Regions from separate parts of the Mus musculus genome. Here all the other regions are linked to region 5. Evidence: chromatin contacts called from public HiChIP or PLAC-seq and promoter capture Hi-C data. All regions are on one chromosome and are shown on one strand. The core of a region is the stretch at or near the end of the contact, and the rest is flanking DNA. Distances in the headings are between cores, read along the strand shown.

Region 1 (3,049 bases), core at 289-2,788, 1.7 Mb after region 5:
AGAATATGGGGCTATTCTAGTGGATGGAAAATGGAGCTATTTCAGGAGAGAGGAAGAGTCTAACAAAGACAAAGAAAACAAGGCAGCAATTCTAGCCTGATGGGGCAGAGGGATGGTAAGTGCACATACTGATTACTAATCATGTAAACGGCTTTAGACACACTGCTAAGGGAAAGTGCAGGGCTATGGGGGAGCTGAGTATGAGACTATACAAAACAGCAATGGTATTAGATTCACTATATCATCAAATGCAGCACAGACGGAAGAAGTTAAGTCAACAAGCATTTATTTAGTCTGGGGCCCAGAATGGGAGATGTTGCCTGTTGTGATGTTTGAGCATCTGAATTCTTAGACTATATTGAGTGATTTGGAGTGGCAATGAAAAAGGGTAGCAGTGTCAAAAGGCTGAACTCAGCTATGACAGTACAAAGGTACTTCACAGGAATCAACAGAAACCCATCAGGTTTGATTAGAGATTGCCACAAGCCTAGAATAGAGGTAGGGATAGTGCTGATTATATGTGTGTGTGTGTGTGTGTGTGTGTATACATATATATATATGGTGTGTATGCATGTAAAATTACATATGTAATTATTACATATATTATAATTCAGTATTTTATAATTGTATGTTCTATATTACATATATTATATTATAAATATAATATATAATTGGATATATATGGTTATAACATCTAAATTTAAAGTACATTTGCCCAATTTTTAAAAATATTTGGAACTGGTGTGTACTTTTTCAAGAAGTTTACAGTTTAGAGTAACTGGCATACTGGAATTATTAATGTTTCTATATCTTTTACAAAGATCTTTCAAAAATCTATTCACAATAATCCTCTGATATGCGGATCAGTCTCTACTTTCTTTCAAATAAAAGGTGATATTGTCAAATGCCAAGAGATGTTTCAGACAATACAGATACAAAAGAAGTCAACCAAATTTAAGAACTAGAGGTCACTTCTTTTGTGATGAGTGAAGTTTTAGTGATGTAAGGAAACCGATGTCGGAGATGAGAGTGTTAAGGAGACGGGAGGTGAGGTGTCATCTATAGATGGGTGCATAGTCTCTCGGAGTTCAAAACGTACTTGATGAAGACATTGAGACCATATTTAAAAATGGTTGCCTTTCTGTCATCTCACACACAAACACACACCCTTTCCTATTTAATAATAACAGAACACGGACACACAGGCAACTTCGACACACACCCTTTCGTATTTAATAATAACAGGACACACACACACACAGAGGCAACTCCGTTGGCGGTGACAGGTTCCGACGTCCTGGGCTGAGCACCGCTTGAGTGGCCAACACTCCGTGGAGCAGAGTCAGGTCGGGACCTTCTCGCAACCCAAGAAGTGACAGAGCCCGGCGAGTAGCACCAACTGCAGCCAGCACGCTTCAGCGACGACACGCCTCACCAGCTGTTAGCACGGAAGGACTCAAACAACTCCGTTTCCAAGGGCAACGCGCCGCCACACTTCCGGAAACGTCGCGTACGGAGGGCGCTGCGATTTTGCGTCACTTCCGCCACCTCTAGCGCGGTGGCCCTTGCGTGGATGAGGTGGGGGCGGGGGGGGGTCACGCTGGACGCTATTGTTTCTCTTCCGGTGCTGTGTGCTCTACTCGGTAAGGCGTTGGGACCGCTGCGTCCGGTAGTGACGGGCCCTTCCTGCAAACCAGCCCTTCCAATTTCTAGTCTGGTAACATTGGACGGCTACGGTGGCCGAGGAGGTTTGAGCGCGCCGGAAGTGTCCCTCCGCGCGCGCGCGCCGGGCTAGGCTGGAGACGCACGTGGCGCGGTGAGTGCGGCGGAGGGCGAGCGAGGGTGAGGGCACCCGCGGGGCGGGATGCGGTGGAGAGGCATGGGATGCGGTGGCGAGCCACGGGTCGTGGGGCTGGGGCGAAGACACCGCTCTCTCTGCGCTCGCCACTTGGCTGTGTGGGCGAGTGGCAGGGCGGCGTTTACTGCTGTCCCCTTCTTGGTGGCCTGAGCGAGGCGGAGGGGACTTAGATAAATGATCGACCCGCGGTGACCGGGAGGAGCGGCCCGTCTATTTCGCCAGGCCGGAGAGAGCATGTCTTTCCGAGGCGGAGGTCGCGGAGGCTTTAATCGCGGTGGTGGAGGCGGAGGCTTCAACCGTGGCGGCGGCAGCAACAACCACTTCCGAGGGGGCGGCGGAGGCGGCGGCGGCAGTTTCAGGGGCGGAGGCGGCGGCGGCGGCGGCAGTTTCAGGGGCGGCGGCCGAGGAGGATTTGGACGAGGGGGCGGTCGTGGAGGCTTTAATAAATTTCAAGATCAAGGGCCTCCAGAACGTGTCGTCTGTAAGTCGTCTTCTGAGCTTAACCTCCTTTGCATTGGGAATAGAATCCGGTTTAAGTTATTAGTGCGTTTGTTGATAAGACTCCGAAAGGCAAGTCGCTTGAGTGCCCTGACACGTATAAGGGACTGATCATGAGAACCGAAATGCAGTGTGGAGGTGAACTTGAGTTGGGACTGAAAAGATGAGACTTAGACAACATTGAGTACCTGGCTCCTTCTAAAGGGCAGAACACTTTTTAGGATTAAGTATGATTCCTTAGTGATATAGTTGAAACACAAAGCCAAGTTTTTAGTTTTCGTAGCTCATATTTTCAGTTACCAGAAAATACCTACAGAATTCACACTCCATAACCATGCAGCCTAGTTTGAACACTCATTCCCTTGCACCCTGCAAAATCATGTTGTAAATAAGTGTGTGTACTATCTTGTGTAGGGCCACATTCATAGTTCCCTGGGTTCCATGCTGCCTGAAGTCTGTGCATTGGACACACGGATGGAGAAGGGATTTCAAAAGAAATATAAGTAGAACTTGGCTGATAGTGAGAAGAAAAGGTTCTAGTTGTTGCTAAGGTTGGGGAGTTAGTTTTGTAGGCGAATGGTATTAATCCTGGGTTACAGAAACAGAGGTGCCTTGTGTTTGCACACTTCCCAGGAAGGGATAATCACTGGTGAAGAAGTGGTAGTGGTGATGAGTTCTGAGAAAGGAGGGAGG
Region 2 (3,286 bases), core at 465-2,964, 1.7 Mb after region 5:
GGCCCTCCCACACTGATCACTAACTAAGAGAAAGCCTTACAGGCTTGCCTACAGCCTGATCTTATTGGGCACTTTCTTAACTGAGGCTCCCTCTTCCCAGATGACTTTAGTTTGTGTCAAGTTGACATAAGACTACCCAGCACAACACGGATGCAGGCTTCTCAAGAGAGTCTTGCCTTAGCAAGGGTTCAAAAGCAACGTACCCCAGACTGGCCTCAAATTCACATTCCTTTTGCCGCAGTCTTCAGAGCCTGGCTCACAGCAAAGCAGCTTCAAAGCGTATATGGCACAGCATTTCCCCAAGAGCTGTTCTGTGTTATCTACGCTGACCTTGAACCTGAGACTTTCCGGCCTTGGCCTCTTTTGTAGCAGAGATTAAGATAGCCTATAGGAGGGTTAGAAATGTGTGGTCTCCTCTGTTCTGGTTCTCAAAACTGTACACAGCATTAATCGTCAGTCTTGGCCATGTCTCACTTCTCCTTTACTGTTCGACCCTACAGTAAGCATGGCCTCTGAGCTCCTTAGTTTAATTTGTATAAAATCACTCACCTCTTTTTCTCTTTATGGTACCCTCCAGATAAAGCTATCAGCCACTGTAATTGATTGCATGGGACGGTAGATACTTTATCTTACTACTTCCAAAGCTCAAGAACACAGAACAGGGCCAGTCCTGCCTAAGGTCGGAACCGAAAGCCCGGCACTGGTGGATTACAAAGTCTGTACTACATGTCACCAGGCATTCCACTAAAGGTCACTTTCCAAACTAGTGACCTTCATGAGAATCTACCCATATTCCCTGTCAACCATCTACTTAATAACCTGTAAGAAGTAACTCACCTCCCTAGAACATACTCTGGAAAGGGCACATACACATAGAACTGAACAGGAGAGGAAAGGAATCAAACAAAAGGGTGAGCGGCACGGTGCCCTCCCCCAACCTGGCTTCCCACCCCTCACTACTCATCCCTAAACTGGAGATGACCACTAGACCCTGTGTGTCCAATAGGACCACTCCTGGTAGGACCATGGGGACTTTTACAGTTTTCCTCTGGAATAAGGACAGAAGTTCTGAAATAAAGGCCGTCTCTGATAGACCTTAAAGATTTTTCAGGCTTGACGTCGGTTTTGATAGGCGACAGGAAGCCTGTTCTGAGGGAAGCAAGAACTAGCAGTTTATCACTGTGTGGAGAAAAGTTATTTGGGGCTAACGCGTAGACAGCAACAGGTTTGCTGGCTGCAGAAGACACTGTGGCGGAGGTGCTCGCCCAGGTCTGGCCTTGGTTAGGGGTCTTGAGCCCGGTTACCGCAGGCCTGTGCCCCAAGCCTTGGTCCGCCTCCTCTTCCCACTTTTCAGACAGACGCGAGCAACAAAAACAGGATTCAACTTGCAGAGCCAAGTTCTCCACTACACAGTGCAAGCGCCGCCCTCTAAAGTTTAAACAGCCGGGAAGCAGCGGACGTGAGGACAAAAGCGCTCGGCGGGGTTAGCCTGAGCAAAATACCGCTGCTACGTCCTTCACTGCACAGCGCCGCAAGCCCACTTCTGTCAGTCCTAGCAGTCCCCGGAGGCCACCACCCTTCTCTGCCCCGTGCCCCACGCACGCACGGGTGTCCGCACTTACCTGCCCGCGAGCTCCCACCGGTGTCCTAGCCCTGAGGCCTCCGCTCGTCCACCCGTTTCCTGCCAGCCCCGCCCCGCCTCCTGCCCCGCCCCAGGATCCGCCTCTGCCTCCCCAAGCAACTGGGCCCTTTGTCACCCAGGCAACGCCAGGACGCCACTGCGTCTTCCTCCTGCACAGAGCCTGGCTGTGTGTAAGCATATGTGTATGTGTAAGTGTTGGGGAAGAGGGCACTGCCCGGGGAGCAAGTAGGGCAACTTCACGTCCAGGGTGGTGAACTCAGTGTTGCCGTCCCCGCCCGACAATCGCTCTTCGCCACTTCATCTAGTGCTCAGTTTAGTGTAGAGAGCTTACTCTACAGTCAGAGGGCTTTTTTCCTCATGTTTTTGTTGTTGTTGTTGCTGCTGCTGTTTGGACAGGGCTTTAGACAAAACAAAACGGAGGCAACTCCTGGACTTTCTTCCCACCCCCCAACCCCCTCTCCTCCCTCCTTCCTTCCCTGAGTCTCCTGTAGCTGAGGTCCTGACCTTGATCCTTCAGCCCCCACACTCAGTGCTGTGATAACTGTCTTTGTGCCACTGCACCCAGGACTCTCGCATGCTAGCCTAGCACTCTACCAATTCCTGGATGTTTAAGTCTGGCTTATAAAAGTAGGGGTAGTTTGGCAGTGCATGCATAAATTCTAAGAACGACAGTCTATCTGTAGGTGATGGTGACCATGGCCTTTCCTGTCATATTGTGCCTACTGTGTGCCACCTTGTCATTTAAAAGCAAGCAACTATAGATGATAAAAATTATGTTAAGGTGTTACCAGCTGACTGAGGAGTCTTTTATTACACTACTTAATCATGCGTATATGTGTAGGAAGTGTGTGTGTGTGCATGTGTGTAGGAAGTGTGTGTGTGTGCATGTGTGTACATAAGGGAGGTTCTTTAACAGGGCAGGGCGGGCTCACACATGCGTAGTCTCATGCCTGCTGCAGCAGGCTTTGGGCATCTGCAGGTATCTTTGCACAGCCTTTGGCCTTCACTAGTCTCAATGTCACCATTTCTATTAAAATAAGACAGTGGAAGTCTTGCTGTGTCTTGCTTACTGAATAAACCTTTTTCCTTGCCCCGAAAACATGTCCGAAATTAATTGGGCCCCTCTTGATGGCAAGTAAAGAGGGTTAGGCTTAGTAATATTCAATTGTCTTAATAATGATTTTCTCTGTCATTACGACATGGCATTTCAAGCTTTCCCTCCAGTGGTGGTGACCAGTTAAACCTGCACTCAGAACCGTGCCTTTCATGGGGGAAGCTCAGGGAAAATGGCTGGGAGTTGCTCTCCGTTCTCTTGTTTGGGGAAACAGTGTGGTCTATTTTTATTTTTATTTTTTTACTTATTTAGGTCTCATCATCCCCAGCCCAGCTGCCTAGACCTAGCAGAGAGTGAACTTCAGGGTGTCGACCACCGTCCTGGTTTGAATGGCTTGTCTGACTCCCAAGACTGCCTATGCTTTGGATATGACTTTCATTATTTATCTGAGTCCTGACAATGCATCTCTATCTCACTATATAGGAGCAGGATCCTCGACTGGCTGGCCTTCCACAAATTTGAAAGGAGCAGATAAAAGGGACTGCTTTTCATGCTTTAGTACCTTCTTATCTCAAAACATTGTTATTACT
Region 3 (3,412 bases), core at 189-2,688, 1.5 Mb after region 5:
AAGGCCACATCTCCTGATAGTGCCAATCTCGATGGGCTAAGCACTCAAACACTTGAGTCTTCGGGGCCATACCTACTCAAACCATCACAGTGGGGAACAGTTTCCCAGGTTTGTTAGGAAGGCTGCCTTTTATCTAACTGCCAGAAACCCTCCTATAGTCCAGGCTGATGTTTGGATTGCCATTTGGAATTTGGGGTACGGAAGTTTCCTTTAGGCCCAACACAACCGACCAACGGAAGTAAATAATTTTGGAGCCATTACATTATGGAGATCTATGGAAGTGTAATATCTCAGTCTGTGTGAGGAATCTTCCCTGAAGAAATAACATATCCATACACCTGATTGAAATCAGCTAACATCAAGAACACATTGCAGAGGCAGAAAGCCAATCGCCTATTCTTCCCTTACTCACATGGTGTCACCCTTAATTTTAGTAAATTCAAAGGACTCCTGGCAAGGGCTTGAACTGTGACCTCCTTGATGAAGTGGGGGTGTGATCTCTAGCTCAGGGAGGCTGAGCTGCTGCGAACAAAGCCACAATACACATGAATACAGAGCATAATGTGGCTGGAAATCTCAGAACTCCAAAGTTTATTTTTAGTGCGGTTCGATAGGGCATCCGTCATTAACTCACGGCAACTATTTAAGGAAGGCTTTGTGTTCTAGAACTACGAACCTTTGAGGTTGGCATAACCTTCCAGTAAATAGGATTCCAGCGCTCCGGAAATGCCATCTTACTAGATCACATTCTGAATCCGAACGTTTTTGAGCAGTTGCACACCCACCACTGTGTGACCGTGACCTAGTTGGGACCAAGATGCCCAAATGACTTGGATAAAGTAGTCTTTACTTGCCAGTCAGCATGCTGAACGGACCAGGGAGATTGCTTCTAAGACTTCACTAAGGTAGTCAAAGCAAGCTGACCTGTCTTCTGGATGCCACAGCTCTCCTAAACACCAACGGGCGGGCGGAGCCAACCCTTGGTGGGTGGGGGGAATATAAAGTTCGTCTTCAAGCTCTCCTAGTATTAGGCATTCATCTTTCTCCTAGCGTTTAAAGCCACTGGTCAAAGTTCTGGCTTTACTGCCACTGTTATGGGGAATCTGTCATAGAGAAATGTTTTCTCTCTGCTTGGGAATTACACATTTTCAATCAACATTTAGCTTGATTGCGCTGTTAATTTGGAATTAAGTTGGAGTGGGGGGGGGTGGCGTTGTACAAGAATAAATAACAAATCCAAAGCCAGGCTTCCTCTTCCGAGGATGGGTACGTGGGTGGGCTGGGACTGGCGTGACCCAGGACTCGGGACCTCAGCCCGCAGCTTTGCACCGCTCTGCAGCACTGCAGGGCGCAGGCTCCATCCGGGTAGCGGCGGCCACCGTGGCCCGCGCCTTTCCCTTCGGCGGCGGCGCCGCAGCCGCAGTCTGGCCTGTGCGGGGAGGTGGTCGCAGCTCCGGCCTGCAGGGGGCGCTGGCGCGGGAGGGCTGGGCCGGGGTCCGCACGCGTGCGGTGGTGGCGCGGCCGAGCGTGGGTGCCCGGGCCGCGGTCGTCGGTGAGAGTGACTCGGCCTGTGACGCGGGCGCGTTCCTTCCTCTTCCTCTTCCTCCGCGGCCCCGCCTTCCTTCCCTCCGCCCATCTCCCGCCGCGGAGGAGCCGCCGCCGCCAGCCGCGCCGTCATGTCGGCCCCCGCCGGGTCCCCTCACCCGGCCGCCGGCGCCCGGATGCCGCCCAAGCTCGGCGGAGCTGTCTCCGGCCTGGCACCGCCGCAGCAGAACGGTGAGGCGGGAGGCCGGGGCGCGGCGTGGGGCCTAGGCAGGCGGAAGGGAGGGAGAGCGGGCGGGCGGGCGGGCGGCCTGCGCGGTGGCTGGGGGCGGGCAGGGCAGGGCCGGACCGGGGAGGCCGCGGTGGGGCCCCGAGGCCGCGGTGGAGCCTGGAGGCCGCGATGCGGCGAGGGGAGCGACCGAAGGGCCGGCAGGGCGGGGCCGCCGGCCGCCTGCCATCCAGGCCTGCCCTCCCGCGCGGACCGAGGCCGGAGTGGAGGGGTCGGCGGCCCGCACGACCGTCTGCTCCGACCTGGGCGCCGGCCGGTTGCCCCGGGCGACCCTTTGGGCCCCGAGAGCTCACAGGACGCCGGGGCCGCAGAGTGCTTGGTCTATGGAGGGCTGGGAGCAACCTTGGTACCTGGTGGATCGCATCCTTCCGGGCCCCAGGAACGTAGCTTTGATTTTTTTTTTTTTAAGGCCCAGCGAGCACGCCGCCTGGAAGGGAACTTAGTTTGCACTCAAGTTTGTAGGCAGAAGGATGTAAATGTGCTGCAGAAGTGTAACTGTAACCCCGACCCACTTCGGCCTCGGATCTGTTGTGGTTTGCCGCTGCGGTTGCTGCTCAAGCCTTTGGAGTTCGCTTGTAGTAGTGTAGTGTTCCCGGGGTAGCAGGTGTCAACTAAGCGAACACCTTTAGAGTCCCCCATCTCCAGCTTCACTTTCAAGTCTAGGAAAACGTGCCAGAGTTGCTTGGCCCTGTTTTGATGCAAGGCCTGCGTAGGGAAACACGACTGTGGCTTTCATACAGAGGTTATAGGCTCCGAGCATGCAGGAGTTATTGCTGAGAAATGATCTTACCCTAGCGTGCCTGGCCCCTGCTCTGGATATCTGGAATGTTCCTAAGTAGGGGAGGGGCCCTCCTTAGAGAGTTGAGTGTGTCTAATGAGACCCTCCCAAAGTAAAGCGAAGAAAATCCCTCTGCCCTGTGTCAAAAAACAAAACTACTCAATACTCATCAAATCATTGGCCTAGTTTACACAGCGTGCTAATCAAATTTACAGCCAAAGTTTGGAAAATCAGTAATGCTTTTCAAACACGAAACACCCCAAGAATCAGGTGGAATTTTTTATTCACAATTAAAAAAAAATGATGGTTTAGTCTTAAGATCCCTAGGTTGGTCTTACTTATCAATATTTCATGCTTCTTATAGTTGTTGTTTAGTATCAAGAGCTTTTGAAGGTGAACGGTGTCATTTGTATCACACTTGTCCAGGTGAAAACATGGTTTGTGAGCAGCTTTGTCTATTATGTGTGCCTGGGTATAAATGACTGTGCCCCTCCTTGCACATAGAGTTCAGAGGATAACTTCTGAGAGTTGGTTCTTTCTACCTTGTAGGTTTTGGAAATCCAACTTAGGTAGGCTTCTAGGAACTGCTAACTAGGCTTTGTTTTGTTTGTTAACATTGTAAATCAATGTTTAACAGTTTCAGGGACGGTGTCCTTGATTGTCAAGTGTCATTTTTATTTTTTAGATGACACAGAGGTGCCAGGACATTTACTCAGCCACGTGGTTGTAGGAATAAATCCATGTCTTGATGCCCAGTGGGAATGATACTTGGTTTCTGTTTATTCTTACTCTTCATAACAACA
Region 4 (3,031 bases), core at 364-2,863, 1.6 Mb after region 5:
GATGGCTGAGTCTGCAGGGTCAGCACTGAGAAAAGATCTAGACAAGAGGAGAACCTGAAGATGGGGGTACCTGGAGGAGATGGGTGGACCTGAAGGAGATGGGGGACCTGGAGGAGATGGAGGACCTGGAGGAGATGGGGGATCTGGAGGAGATGGGGGAAACTTGGAGGAGATGTGGGGACCTGGAGGAGATGAGGGGACCTGGAGGAAATGGGGAGACCTGGAGGAGATGAGGGGACCTGGAGGAGATGAGGGGACCTGGAGGAAATGGGGGAACCTGGAGGATATGGGGGGACTTGGAGGATATGAGGGGACCTAGAGGAGATGGTGGGGACCTGGAGGAGATGAGGGGACCTGGAGGAAATGGGGGGACCTGGAGGAAATGGGGGGACCTGGAGGAGATGGGGGGACCTGGAGGAAATGGGGGACCTAGAGGAGATGGTGGGGACCTGGAGGAGATGAGGGGACCTGGAGGAAATGGGGGGGACCTGGAGGAGATGGGGGAACCTGGAGGAGATGGGGGGACCTGGAGGAGATGGGGGAAACCTGGAGGAGATGGGGGAAACCTGGAGGAAATGTGGGGACCTGGAGGAAATGAGGGGACCTGGAGGAGATGTGGGGACCTGGAAGAGATGAGGGAACCTGGAGGAGATGAGGGGACCTGGAGGAAATGGGGAGACCTGGAGGAGATGAGAGGACCTGGAGGAGATGGGGGGACCTGGAGGAGATGGGGGGACCTGGAGGAGATGAGAGGACCTGGAGGAGATGGGGGGACCTGGAGGAGATGGGGGGATCTGGAGGAGATGGGGGGACCTGGAGGAGATGAGAGGGGCTTGCAGTTCTGAGGAACTCCAGGTGAGAGGCCTTGCATTGGGCATAGTCAAGCAGCAAAGGCTGGAGGAGGAACAATTCTCAGATGAGGTTGAGCAGGTTGAAAGGGGCTCTTGGTTGTTCTAAGGGCCTGGAGGTGAGCTTTCTTCCTACCTGTGGCCACAATGGGTTTCTCAGTAACTCAGACACAGGAGCAATGGTAACCCTGGGCTTTCCTGCCTGTCCTGGGAATTGGCAACAGACAGATGCATACCCAGACCTCAGATGGGGTCAAAACGAGCAGGGCCTTCACATAAATATCCCATACATTAGTGAAGAAAAGTGGGTAAGATTGATGGATTAAAAATGGCTGACATTTCCTCAAAATACTTCAATAACGTTGAAAACACAGCACACGGAAGACAGAAACTTTTCTCTAAGGAAATGGGACTCTAAATTGAGTTGAAAAATACTTTATTGAAGTCATCTAAATGTATTTTTTTTAATGATACTTGGGAAATCAGATTAAAAACATCATTGTGTTGCTGGGTTTTTGTTTGTTTTATGGTTTGTTTGTTGTTCTTAAGCAAATAGGACAGGGGTGGAATTTGCCTGTGTTTAGTTTGCACTTGAAAAGTGTGTTCTGAAACTGCCGTACATCTGCCCCTTTTTTTTTCTTTTTCGTTTTTCCCTTTTTTTTTTTTTTTTTTTTTTGCCAATTCCTGGGAACATGGTCTTACCCAATTGTACAGGAGGAGCCCAGACAGCTAGATTCTAGCCACAGACCCAGCTGCAGACTTGACTAACTGCCTCCTGGGACGGTAGAGCTAGGAGGCAGCCAGCCAGCTTCTCTGTTGTGAGAACAGCCTTACTGGGGCACACTGGTTACTGTAGCTGAGATGGCTTCAGCTGAATATATGAGCAGACACCTGGGCAGGAAGAAACACACTTCCAGAACTTTCCTAGAGTAGATTTCACAGAATTATGTGTGGGCTGTTCTGGAGAAGAGAGCACTCCCTGCTCAGCACTGGTTTCCCACGTACCGCACAGTGAGTTTGCTTTCTTAACACCTGGCCTACGTCAAAGCCTTGTGGGTTTTGGTTTTAAAATAGACTGTGTAAGACTTGGTGCAAAGCACCTTGAGGTTAAAACTTTCCAGGAAACTTCCTTCTCCCATGATGATCCCCACGTGCCTGAAACATTCCTAAACTGAAATTCAGGGGGCCAGAAGATATGTATATGTGTGTATATATATGTATATGTGATATATATCATGTATAAAACATATATATTTATATTCATTATATATTTATAATATATTAATATATGTGTATGTGATATATCACATATAAAACATATATTACTATATGTATATGTGTATACATGTATATATATGTATATATGTGTATATATATGTATACATATATATATGTGTGTGTATATACATATACATATACATATACATATACATATACATATACATATACATATACATATACATATACATATACATATACATATACATATACATATACATATACATATACATATACATATACATATACATATACATACATATACATATACATATACATATACATATACATATATATATATCAGACAATATAATTGTAAGCTTGAACAAGCACCAAGTCTTGGGACAAGTTTCTACAAATACCAGCTGCAAAGCTAGACAGCAACTAGGAAATATTGCTAGACTGAGAGCTAATAGCACTGTCATGACGAGAACTTGGAAAGTGTAACTTTACTTTGAACCTTCATTGGCTCTAGAGGAAGAGGTGCCATGGAATGATGCCGGTAGTGAGCCAAATGGAGTTAAGTCAAGGGCTAGTGAGCCTTCAGGAATATGAACATCTGATGCTAGCGTCATTACTGGTGGGTTAAGGGTGAGGAGGCCTGAGAGATACAGAGACCAGGCAGAGACCTCTACCATGTGTTTCTAGAACCTTCATCTTCAGGGTAAGAATTCAGAGATGAGACAAGGTTGGGGATTAGGAAGTTTCGTTTTAGGAAGTACACACTCAGGAGGGACGTCCCAAGAGAGTTACACCTTGTGGTCTTTAGACAACATCTGGGGGATGGGGTACAAAGGATTAACCCTTGGGGTGATTTAACAAGGAATACTTTGTCATGTCTGGATGCAAGGGAGAAGTTCCGTCATGATGTCGCAGTTGACGCTATTTTTCTTTTAATGATAAAG
Region 5 (3,009 bases), core at 310-2,809:
AAGAGTTGGCTCAGCAGTTGACAGCACTCGCTCTTACAGAGGATCCCCAGAACACACACAATGGTGGCTCACAACTACCTGTAACTGCAGCCCGAAGGGGATCCTACACACCCTTCTGGAACATCAGGCGCGCACCTGGTGCATACACATACACACAGGGAAAACACTCAGACTCAAAAAATAACAAAATGATCTTTAAATAAATGACTTATAGACAGACAGTATTACTGAAACTTCTTTGAAATACTCCAATTTAGTCAACTTACCTCCCTATCCGTAAAATCCTGTTAGCAACAATAGTGATGCTGAATCGGAGTTTCAGAGCAATGGTTTCGTTGCTCTTTCACCTTCGTTATCTTCTCTACTCAGAAAGACAATCCTGAGAAGGACACACTGTTACACCCTCCAGTCACCTGAGATTCAGAGTGGAGTGACTGTCCTCAAGATCACCCAACTTACAAACAGCAAGGCGGGGGACTGGAGCCCACGCCAGGAGTCTGTCCCTTCCAACCTCCTAATCTCCCTTTTATCTCACATCCCTCTCACCTTCTAAGAAGTTAAGGTAAAGGATGAAAGAAGACAGTGAGAATTCTTGAATCTGACAGCAGACGTGGCAAATCAATGACTTCAAAAGAACACTAGCCTGAAACAGCGTTTTTTTTTTTAACTTTCTCCTGACTCACCAAGGGCAGGTGATGATTTACAAGATTAAATTAAACTTCATGATCCTGTTACCTGCGGAATAAAAGAAAAAAAAAATCCATCTAACGCTGAAGCAGGGCCTTTGCAGCCTCCAAAGTTGGATGGTCTCCAGCTTCGCGCTTACCATCTTAGCTGCCACCACCAATGAATAAACTACAGAAGTAAACGACCCTCTGAAGCCATAGCACTTGGCCAATGAAGCCAACTGGCACTCGCTGTTCAATGTTAGAAACTATTAATCTTCCCACACCTAACTGTCACCAGAAATCGAGTCTTTAAAAGTATGTCTGTGTCCGACATTCCAATTTAAAACAGAGACACAAAGAACCTCAGTCCTGCAGTCCCGATCCATGAATGACCACATTGTTATTCTCTCAGTACACTGCAACTCAGAAACGTAAAGACTCGGAGACCGACCCAAACCTGGGCCAAGCACACCCGGAACGTGCAGAGGCGCCTCCGTCTGCCTCCGCCGCAGCCCTCCGCCTCGCCAGCCTAGGGGACAGCTCCGGGCCTGGACTCGCCTTCACCGGCCGCCGCCGCCCGGGTCCCCGCCCCCGGCTCCCGCAGGATGCACGGGCAGCCCGCGGTTCCCACAGCCACCCACGCTCCCCGCGCTCCGGCCTGCGGCCACCACTCACCCAGTTCTGCGCGTTATTGCTCAGCTTGACTTTCTTGCACAGACTCCCAGGAATCTCCATGGCCGCGGAGCGCGGATGCACTGCTGCTGAGAGCCCCGGGGCCGAGCAGTGGGAGAGAGGCCGAGGGGCGGGGCGGAGCAGGGAGAAGGGGCGGGGCCTGCACCCCGGGCTCAGGCGCGCGCTGACGTGCGCTCCAGCTAGTGATCGCCTCGGCTGGAGCTAGGCATCCGAGCAGCGTGGAGGGCGGGGCGAAGCGGAGGCGCGGGGTCGAGACCTCAACATCCAATCACCAGGAGGGGCGCTTGAAGCTCCGCCTTGACCCAGGACGAGGGGCGTGGTCTGAGGGTTTGTTGAAGAGAGCCTTCAGATGCTGAGCATGCGCAGTGAGCGAGGCGGAGCGACGCCTGCAGAGCTGGGCGTGGGAGACGCTCCCTAGAGCTGAGGCTGGTAGGGGAAGAAGCTGACGTGGGCTCCTGCTGCTCTCTAGCTTTTCTTCCGCAAACACTGCACAGGCTCGATGTGTGCGCTTGTCAACTAGGCCGACTTTGAAAAAATGTTTCCCAGCCCTGCAAAAAGTAGGATTACTTAAGTGAATTCACCATTACATGTTGCTCACCGCTTTGCAATCCTACTCAGTGCACAATGTTTTTTTGACATCAACTGTATCTCATCAAGGATTAGAAAGTATTTGTAAGGTGACGCCTTTCCCACTTGGAGAGCCGCTTTCTATCAGGAAATTTCTATGCAGTGTTTGTTGCCGCTGACTAGCCACAAAGGGGCTTCTCTAGTACTTGCTACTCATAGAGGACTAAAATCCAGGTTCCCTGGTACGCAAGGCGGAATGCTCACCTATAAAGGGCATTTCCAACCACATATAGTCCATGATCAGTTCGTAAAAGAATGGGGCTGGGAGGGGGAGGCCTTCTCCAGGAGTTATAACCCTTCGCACTCATCCCCATAACTTTAAGCTCACCATAACCATAACTGCAAACATCCACAGTCTCACAAAATTTAGCTGCTTACTCCGCTACTGATGACGACCAGTGATCACACACACACACACACACACACACACACACACACACACATATCAATCAACACTTGAGGCTTACTTGCATAGCCTATTGCTAGCAAGTCAGTTCCTATTTGCTCCACTGACAAAGTCTCAAATTAATCTCCCTCCTCCACGTCTAACAGGAGTCGTCATTGCACAGATACACGCGCCACACACCACACACACACACACATACACACCACGCACACAGAGAGACGCACACAACAAGTATCACTCCTCTGCCAACCTCTCTGTTCTCAATAGTGTCAGACAGGTACTTCTAACATGCAAATCAGATCTTATTCCTCCACCATATATATAAAATGTCTTTATTGCTTGCTTGTTTTGTCTTTCTTTCTTTCTTCCTTTCTTCCTTTCTTTCTTTCTTTCTGGTTTGTTTGTTTTTGTGTTCTTGAGTCAGGATGTCTCTTTATAGCCCTGGCTGTCCTGAAATTCACTCTGTAAACCAGGCTGACCTCAAACTCGGAGATCCACCTGCCTCTCACTCCTGAGTGCTGGGATTCAAGGCGTGTTCCATCCTTTAGCTCTATCTAGGGGATTCTTAATCTAATAGTATATAGGACTGAATTTCAATACAATTCTAAATTCTGC
Region 6 (3,271 bases), core at 165-2,664, 1.7 Mb before region 5:
AGCAAACAGAAACTAATTGTGAAGAAACTATTTATTATAAGATTTATTACAATGACAAGAGTTTGCCATTCGAAGTGCCCCATGTGTTCAATCCAGGAGACAGAGGGAGGTGTACTACTGTGAGTTCCAAGCTGCCCAGGGCTGCCCAGTGAGGCCCTGTCTCAAAATAATACAAAAAAAAAAAAAAAAAAAGAGTTTAAGCTAGGTTTGCTCCTTTATCACAAAATAATCTTCAACCTTCAGCTCCAGAAAAGTAACTGTAAAAATCAAAGTACAGTTATTAATGATTTCAAGTTATACTATAAGTCCGGTGACTTCTTTGAACATACATAGCCGCTTCTGCAGCCCTATCTTATAGGGGAAAAAAATTCTAATACTTAGCAAGTTAAGACACTCATCCAGCATGGGGGTCTCGGAACAAGATTTAGCTTCACCTCTTCAGGGCGGAACCTCCTAAGAGGTGTGCACAAGCCTTGACATTGCAACCGCTCCGCTACCTGGTATTAAGTAAAGGAGGCCTGAAAGCAACCCATCTACGTGGCTATTTTCACGCGATTGTTAACGAGACCTACAGAGTGAAAAGAAAAAGGAAAGTGGCCAGGAGCTTTTCTGTCTTTGGCGTCAGCCCAGGGCAGCCCAGACGGCCCTCTTTCTAGGTTTTGCTCAACGTACAGGGCAAGAAAAGGCACCACATTCTCGCCAGAACGCCGGCCAATCTCCTGCTTGTGGATGGCATTCAGGGTGCAAACTTTTAGGTTAAAAACTCAGTTGACTGTTGCTGTTTTTAAGTTAACCTTACCAAACAAAAGGTTTCGTGATGGCGTTGTGCACACAAGCCTATCCCAGCGCCTGGCTCACATTCTCCTCCCACTTCCTCCCTGCCTGTACGCCTGCGCTGACAGCAAGGTCGCGGTCGCAGGCAAACTCGCTTTCGGAGTGAAGACCCCGGTCCCCAAAGTTCTGCGGCCGTACGGAGGCGGATGGGCTTAGCAGCGCCCAGGAGGCGGCGCGGGCGAGCGGCGGGCCACGGCGCGGAGGTCAGCGGGAGGAGCTCAGCGCCGCGGGCCGGCTGCGGTCGCTGCAGAGGGCGGTTGGCCCCGCGCCACCCTGCGCACCGAGACCGGTCCCCTCCGCAGCGGGCTTGGGCGCGGGCTGCGGACCCGGCCGGGCAGAGCAAGGCAGGGCAGGGCACGGCGCCGCGGCCCCTCCGCCGGCCGGCGCGGAGCTGGGCGAACGACTTACTGAAGAACAGGCGGTAGTCCTGCGAGCGGGGATGGCCCAGCTCCTCCGTGCGGTACAGGGACATGACGCGGCGCGGAGGGCGGGCGGCGGCCCCCACGCGCCACCCTCGGCCGACGCTCAGCAGCGGCAGCAGCGCGCGCATGGCGGACGGTCTGCGAGAACCGCAGGGTCGGTGCTGGGCCCGGCGCGGCCGCTCGACGGCGCCCCCTGCCGCCCGGAGCCCGCACTGCCTCCCCGCGGTCGGCCTCAAGTGGCATCAAGTCCCACCCTCTTCTGCATTCCTGGGGCCACCTACCTCTCCACTTTGCTCCACAAGCCCTCAGAGGCCGAAGACCATCAAGACAAGGACCTTAGAAGCCCCAGGAATTCACCACCACGCACCCACTCACACACTGTCAGTGTCTGCGGTCAGACTTTGATTACATTAATGTAGCACTTGGTTGCATGCATACCTCCAGAAATTTCTAAAGGAACATCCAAGCCGGAAGGAGGGAGTGTACACACACGCGCGCGCGCGCGCACACACATACACACACACACACACACACACACACGACTATAATGTATAATGATCGAGCGTCCTTGTGAAGACATCTGACACAGATTTATCCTAAATCTGTAATTCCCTCAAACGCCACTTCCTCCATAAGGCCCTTTAATATTTAACCCAAGTACAGGTAACTTTTAACTTCTCTGCAATTGCATACTTCACAAGTATTTCTGTCTGGTCCGGTGGCCACAACTAGTTACAACAGCAGTCTTTGCAGTCTGGTCCAGTAACAACGGGAGCTGTGGTTCTAAGGAAGGAACCAACCATTGCCCTTTTCTGTAGACCAGTTGATTGGGAAGACCTCACTGGAATGGTCTTCCGGACCTCTACCAGTTTCTGCTCCAACTGTGAGCAAGGCTCACATCCTCACCTACTGGGTTCTTTCTGCATCTAAATTGTGACAGTTAAAACCCAAACTGGTTTTACCCAGGTTTCAGAAAGGATCTCTTAGAGGTGCCACTAGCCACTTAGACATTGCTTAGCCTAGTCTCTAAAAAATTTTGACATTAGTGGCTTTGTAACACGTCAACATGATTAGGCGGAGTTGCAAGCTAAGTTGTCCTATAAAAAATGGAAACATTTCCTTCCTGCGTTTATTTCATTGATTTATATGATTCTGCCTATGTTAAAAAAAGAAAGCTTAAAATTTCACCTAAACTTCAAATATTGGATATTTGAGAAAGAAATTCCTACTGAAACAAGGTTCTGGGCTGTCTAATAGTCTAGATTCTTAAAATTAGCATCAAATTCCGGGTATGTGATTTAGGAACATATTACTTTATGGCATTAAAAAGAAATGGCTTGATTTTGAACATATAAAATCTCATCTTTCATTTTCTATAATTTACTGAAATACCTGTGGATCAAAACCGAATATACAATACATGTTATGAGAACAAAGTTGGCTTACTGGTTAATTTTAAAATACAAATTTCTGAAGATATTTATTCAACAATAGTTGTCCATTTCAAATGTAGACATTTGGAACCTAACTCGCTGAATTTCCTCTGTGGACATCTGTCACTATCATGTAGCAAGTGTGGGGGTTTGAATAGGTAAGGCCCCCATAGACTTATGTGTTTGAATTACATAGGGAGTGGCACTATTAGGAGGTGTGGTCTTGTTGGAGGAAGTGTATCACTGTGGGGGCCTGGCTTTGAGGTCTCCTGTATCCAAGCTCCGCCCAGTGTGGAACACAGTCTCCTCCTGACTGCCTTCCAATCAAGATGTAGAACTCTCAGCTTGTCTAGTATGGCTGCCTGCATGCTGCCATATTTCCTTCCATAGTAATAATGGACTGAACCTCTAAAACTGCAAGCTACTCTCAATTAAATGCTTTCCTTTATAAGAGTCGCCTTGGTCATAATGTCTCTTCACAGTAATGATGAAATTAAGACAGTAAGTGTGTGTCTTAATTTTTAATTCTAGGACTTTACAAAACAGGGGTAAAGACAAATGTTCAAAAAGCTCTTGAGCACA
Region 7 (3,277 bases), core at 99-2,598, 1.7 Mb after region 5:
AGAAAGCTACAAGGCGGACAAGATGGCTTGTGTCTGTCATCCAAAACCTGGGTGGCCAAGGAACAGGAGTTTAAGGTCAGTCTCAGCTACATACCAACTTCAATGCCAGCATGGGCTACCTGAGACCCTGTCTCAAAAATCAAATCAAGACAAAACTGCAAGTCTTAGATTGTTTTCCAGAAGTTAGGGAACTTTTTCAATGCAGTATACCTCCCTCAAAAACCAAGTACATCAGAAATCTATACAAAAGCCACAATTTATTTTACCTAGCTTTGCAGGTAAACAAACAAAATGGCACTTAACACCAACTGATGGCTTTTAAATTGTCGTTTGGCTTTCTATGTTTAGCTGAACCAATTACATGATGTGTGTGCGCGCGCCTGTGCATGACCGCACGTGCTAAACTCAGTCTGTCCCACTTCCCTCCCACCTTTCCCGCCCCCCACCCCCACCCCGCCCCGTACATCAGAAAGTTCTTAGGCAACTTTGTGCAATGGCGGGGAGAGAGGGCGAGAAGCTCAGATGCAAAGGAGAGCAGAGTGCAGAGCGCGCACTCAGGTGACCTCTCACATTTGTTCCCAGCTTGCTCAATCCCAAGGACAGCACGCTCCAAGCGCTGCTCATTCTTTCCACACCCGAGGACGCAGTCAATGCCTGTCTGGCGTCTGTTCCCCTAATCCCCCTGTCCCGCACTCGTCCTTCCATCCCGCTTCCCTGTCCCCGCCCCCCTGCTCCGCAAGTGTCCCCCGCCCCACAACCTGCCCCACACGTACCCCTCCATCTTCTAGCCCCCCACTTGTGCCCCATCCACCTGCTCCACACTTGTTCATCTACCTGTTCCACACTCCACACACACACATCCCCCTGCCTGGCACCAGTCCCTTTATTTTCTCGCTTCATACCCGTCCCCATCCACTTGCCTGGCTCGGATTCTCGCATTTCCCCCCAACCCCCCAGCCTCCGGGGACTGTCCCGCCTCCAACCCCCTGCCACCCCGCGCCCCCTTGTCGCGGCTCACCGTCGCTGCACTTGTACTGGCAGAGCCCGTCCTCCCCGCCCAGCAGGTCCAGCGCGGCGTTGAGGTACGTGTCTATCTTGTGGATGCCGTTGCGGATGGTCTTGAGGGTGGCCCTCCAGTCGGTGGTCTGGTCCTGTTCCTGCCCACGCGCAGTGGCCAGCAGCAGGAGGAGGAGGAGCGCGGGGCTCCGGGCGGGCGCGGGCCGCGGAGTCACCATCTGCGGGGCCGGCGCGGCGGGGCTGGGCAGCGGCGCGCGCTCCGGCTCCGGCTCAGGCCCCCGGCCTCCTCCGCGCTCGCGAGCTCGCGCCCCGTCACTGAGCTGCGCCGAACGGTGGGCCCGCCCGGGCACGCGCGCCGCTGCCCACAGTGCGCATGCGCCCGAGCGTGGGAGCCTCATTGCCCACGTGGTCTCCGGAACGCTCCCGTAGCTTACGGTCCTGCCTCTATGGAGTCTTAAAAACGCCTTGCCAATGCCCTAGACATAGTCATTGCTTTGGTTCAACACCACAGTGAATTGGTTTTGTTTTGTTTTGTTTGTTTTTTGTATTGTTTTTCAAGACTGGGTCTCTGTGTAGCCCTGGCTGTCCTGGAACTCACCTAGACCAGGTTGGCCTCGAACTCAAGAGATCCGCCTGCTGGGATTAAAGGCGTGCGCCACCGCCTCCCAGCTCCTAGTGAGGTTTGTTTGCTTGCTTGTTTTACAAAGCTCTCCTGTTTACCGAGACACCATAATTTAGAACGACTCCAGTAGCACAGCCTCCCTTGGGCTCCGCAGTCCCAGCCTTTACTGGACAAGGCCTGGGGTCCAGCGTAGAAAACTGTTTGAACACGGGCTGGCCTTGCACCCTACCAAGCCTGGATTTGCCTCCTGGGTTCTTGTGGGAACCCTATGATCAGCCGCAGTCCTAGCAGCGCAGCATGGTCTGGAGGATTGTTGAAGATGGAACTCTGCTCAATCTGCCAGAGCACTTCCTCCATTGCTTCTAATTCTAAGGAAGGAGAAGTTGGCAGTTATCCCTCCTTAAAATTCTAAATACTGTAGAGAAAAAGCTAATCACCGACTAGGCAGAGGAAAGGGAGGCAGGAGTGTGTCTTCCGAAGCGGGACAAATGCGGTAAGGTTACCTGGGACCAGCCCTCAGTTAATTTTTCTGAGACAGAGTCTTGGCCTGTAGCCCAGGCTGCCCTCCAACTTGCCTTGAACACACTATCCTCTCAAGTGCTAGGATCTTGGCGCCAAGCCTCTCTCTTTTCTATTTCTTTACACATTTACATCTTGCTGAATGTATGTCTTTTACCTTAACAATAACCTGTGCTCTGAGGACACGGGTTGCCGCGTGTCTCTCTCTGGGGATTACGTTCTCAAATGCCAGATTCTTTGGCACCTTTTCTCGTCTATTGCACACGGATGCAATAACACGACTGGTTAAACCGGATTCAGTTCCTCACTTCTCTTTATGATCTGCCATCCATGGCCACAGCAGTCACCTCATAATTAAAATAAAATCTCACCATTGCCACAGACTCAGATCCCCCTCCCTGGTACCCTGTCGTCATCAGTTTTGTCCCCAGACACTGTATTTTCTTTCCTTGACCCATCTAGAACCAGGGGCATTCTCCTTCCCCAAGGTGGCTTCTGTCTTCTTCAGTCTCCCTTGGAACAGTCTGGGATCTCCTGTCTTCCATATCTCATGTCAGCCCTCCACCCTCCCCTGCCTCTTCCTCCCTGCCTCCCATTTCAACTTTAATTCTTCAGTGGTTTCAAGTCTTGGGCACGAGGCCACACCCAGCTTGTCCTTTTCTCTGATGCACTATGGGTACCAGGACACGGAGCTGCTCTCCATCCTGTGTGTGGCTGGCCCCTCAAGCTGCAAGGCCTTTGGAAAGCTGCCTGAGAACCTCATCTGTGACTTCATTTTCTTCCCTGTTGCTGTGAGAAAGTACTCTGACAAAAGCAACGCTAAGAGCCAGTGAGAAAGCTCAGCGTTTGCTACATGAGCCTAATAGCCTCTTGGTACCCGAGACCCGCAGTGGAAGGAGAGAAGGGGGTTCCCCCAAGTTGTCCTCAGACGTCTACGTGCACCTACAAACACATCATCATTGTTATCATCGTAGCCGCCAGCAGCCACGGGTTCCTGGGTTCCTGAAAGGAAAGCTGGGGATGGATGGGAAGGACAGTGAGAGAAATTACGAGCCAAGACAAAGTTCTCTGATCAAGGCTCAATCTTTAATGCATGGCACTGAACACATATGGGAAAAC

Evidence for each region. Promoter capture Hi-C pulls out the DNA fragments that hold promoters and counts their contacts. HiChIP or PLAC-seq counts read pairs in DNA pulled down with a chosen protein or histone mark. Capture Hi-C pulls out chosen DNA fragments and counts their contacts.
Region 1: an H3K27ac HiChIP or PLAC-seq map of thymic regulatory T cells shows a contact between it and region 5, with 9 times the contacts expected there. The contact joins the promoter of Gar1 here to the promoter of Papss1 in region 5. A contact is called at or near these places in 5 of 39 promoter capture datasets (embryonic stem cells, hippocampal neurons, liver and 1 more), 5 of 484 Hi-C or Micro-C datasets (CD4 T cells, CD8 T cells, pre-megakaryocyte-erythroid progenitors and 1 more), 2 of 115 datasets of contacts at active chromatin or transcription factors (astrocytes and thymic regulatory T cells) and 2 of 9 other capture datasets (adipose tissue and liver).
Region 2: a contact with region 5 is called in a promoter capture Hi-C map of pre-B cells, with 4 times the contacts expected there. The contact joins the promoter of Casp6 here to the promoter of Papss1 in region 5. A contact is called at or near these places in 5 of 39 promoter capture datasets (embryonic stem cells, hippocampal neurons, liver and 1 more), 2 of 484 Hi-C or Micro-C datasets (B cells and CD4 T cells), 1 of 115 datasets of contacts at active chromatin or transcription factors (thymic regulatory T cells) and 2 of 9 other capture datasets (adipose tissue and liver).
Region 3: a contact with region 5 is called in a promoter capture Hi-C map of adipose tissue, with 4 times the contacts expected there. The contact joins the promoter of Sec24b here to the promoter of Papss1 in region 5. A contact is called at or near these places in 4 of 39 promoter capture datasets (hippocampal neurons, liver and pre-B cells), 4 of 484 Hi-C or Micro-C datasets (B cells, CD4 T cells, CD8 T cells and 1 more), 1 of 115 datasets of contacts at active chromatin or transcription factors (astrocytes) and 2 of 9 other capture datasets (adipose tissue and liver).
Region 4: a contact with region 5 is called in a promoter capture Hi-C map of liver, with 2.3 times the contacts expected there. The contact joins the enhancer-like site here to the promoter of Papss1 in region 5. A contact is called at or near these places in 4 of 39 promoter capture datasets (the 3T3-L1 cell line, hippocampal neurons, liver and 1 more) and 1 of 115 datasets of contacts at active chromatin or transcription factors (thymic regulatory T cells).
Region 6: a contact with region 5 is called in a promoter capture Hi-C map of liver, with 2.5 times the contacts expected there. The contact joins the promoter of Ppa2 here to the promoter of Papss1 in region 5. A contact is called at or near these places in 5 of 39 promoter capture datasets (hippocampal neurons, liver, pre-B cells and 1 more).
Region 7: a promoter capture Hi-C map of pre-B cells shows a contact between it and region 5, with 6 times the contacts expected there. The contact joins the promoter of Pla2g12a here to the promoter of Papss1 in region 5. A contact is called at or near these places in 6 of 39 promoter capture datasets (the C10 cell line, embryonic stem cells, hippocampal neurons and 3 more), 2 of 484 Hi-C or Micro-C datasets (B cells and CD4 T cells), 2 of 115 datasets of contacts at active chromatin or transcription factors (astrocytes and thymic regulatory T cells) and 1 of 9 other capture datasets (liver).

The regions. Positions count from the first base shown.
Region 1 is chr3:129,829,885-129,832,933 of GRCm38.p6, reverse strand. Gar1 (GAR1 ribonucleoprotein) reads left to right here and starts at 1,538. Exons shown (of 7, transcript NM_026578.3): 1 at 1,538-1,816; 2 at 2,081-2,339. The coding sequence starts at 2,093.
Region 2 is chr3:129,899,843-129,903,128 of GRCm38.p6, reverse strand. It overlaps Casp6 (caspase 6), which reads right to left and starts at 1,714. Exons shown (of 7, transcript NM_009811.4): 1 at 1,623-1,714. Gm46825 (a long non-coding RNA gene) reads left to right here and starts at 1,698. Exons shown (of 3, transcript XR_001783989.2): 1 at 1,698-1,812; 2 at 3,009-3,286.
Region 3 is chr3:130,058,933-130,062,344 of GRCm38.p6, reverse strand. Sec24b (Sec24 related gene family, member B (S. cerevisiae)) reads left to right here and starts at 1,438. Exons shown (of 24, transcript NM_207209.3): 1 at 1,438-1,776. The coding sequence starts at 1,677.
Region 4 is chr3:129,929,228-129,932,258 of GRCm38.p6, reverse strand. All of the region lies in intron 3 of Mcub (mitochondrial calcium uniporter dominant negative beta subunit), which reads left to right. Among named protein-coding and RNA genes, the nearest start is that of Gm40151, 16 kb to the left of the region's middle. Within about 2 kb of position 1,613, at least 26 of the 459 cell types and tissues checked have an H3K27ac peak or open chromatin away from gene starts, as enhancers often do. A contact at or near this core is called in liver, where this site is marked.
Region 5 is chr3:131,563,318-131,566,326 of GRCm38.p6, reverse strand. It overlaps Papss1 (3'-phosphoadenosine 5'-phosphosulfate synthase 1), which reads right to left and starts at 1,559. Exons shown (of 12, transcript NM_011863.2): 1 at 1,344-1,559. The coding sequence starts at 1,403.
Region 6 is chr3:133,308,253-133,311,523 of GRCm38.p6, reverse strand. Ppa2 (pyrophosphatase (inorganic) 2) reads right to left here and starts at 1,414. Exons shown (of 12, transcript NM_146141.2): 1 at 1,243-1,414. The coding sequence starts at 1,384.
Region 7 is chr3:129,876,677-129,879,953 of GRCm38.p6, reverse strand. Pla2g12a (phospholipase A2, group XIIA) reads right to left here and starts at 1,348. Exons shown (of 4, transcript NM_023196.4): 1 at 1,019-1,348. The coding sequence starts at 1,235.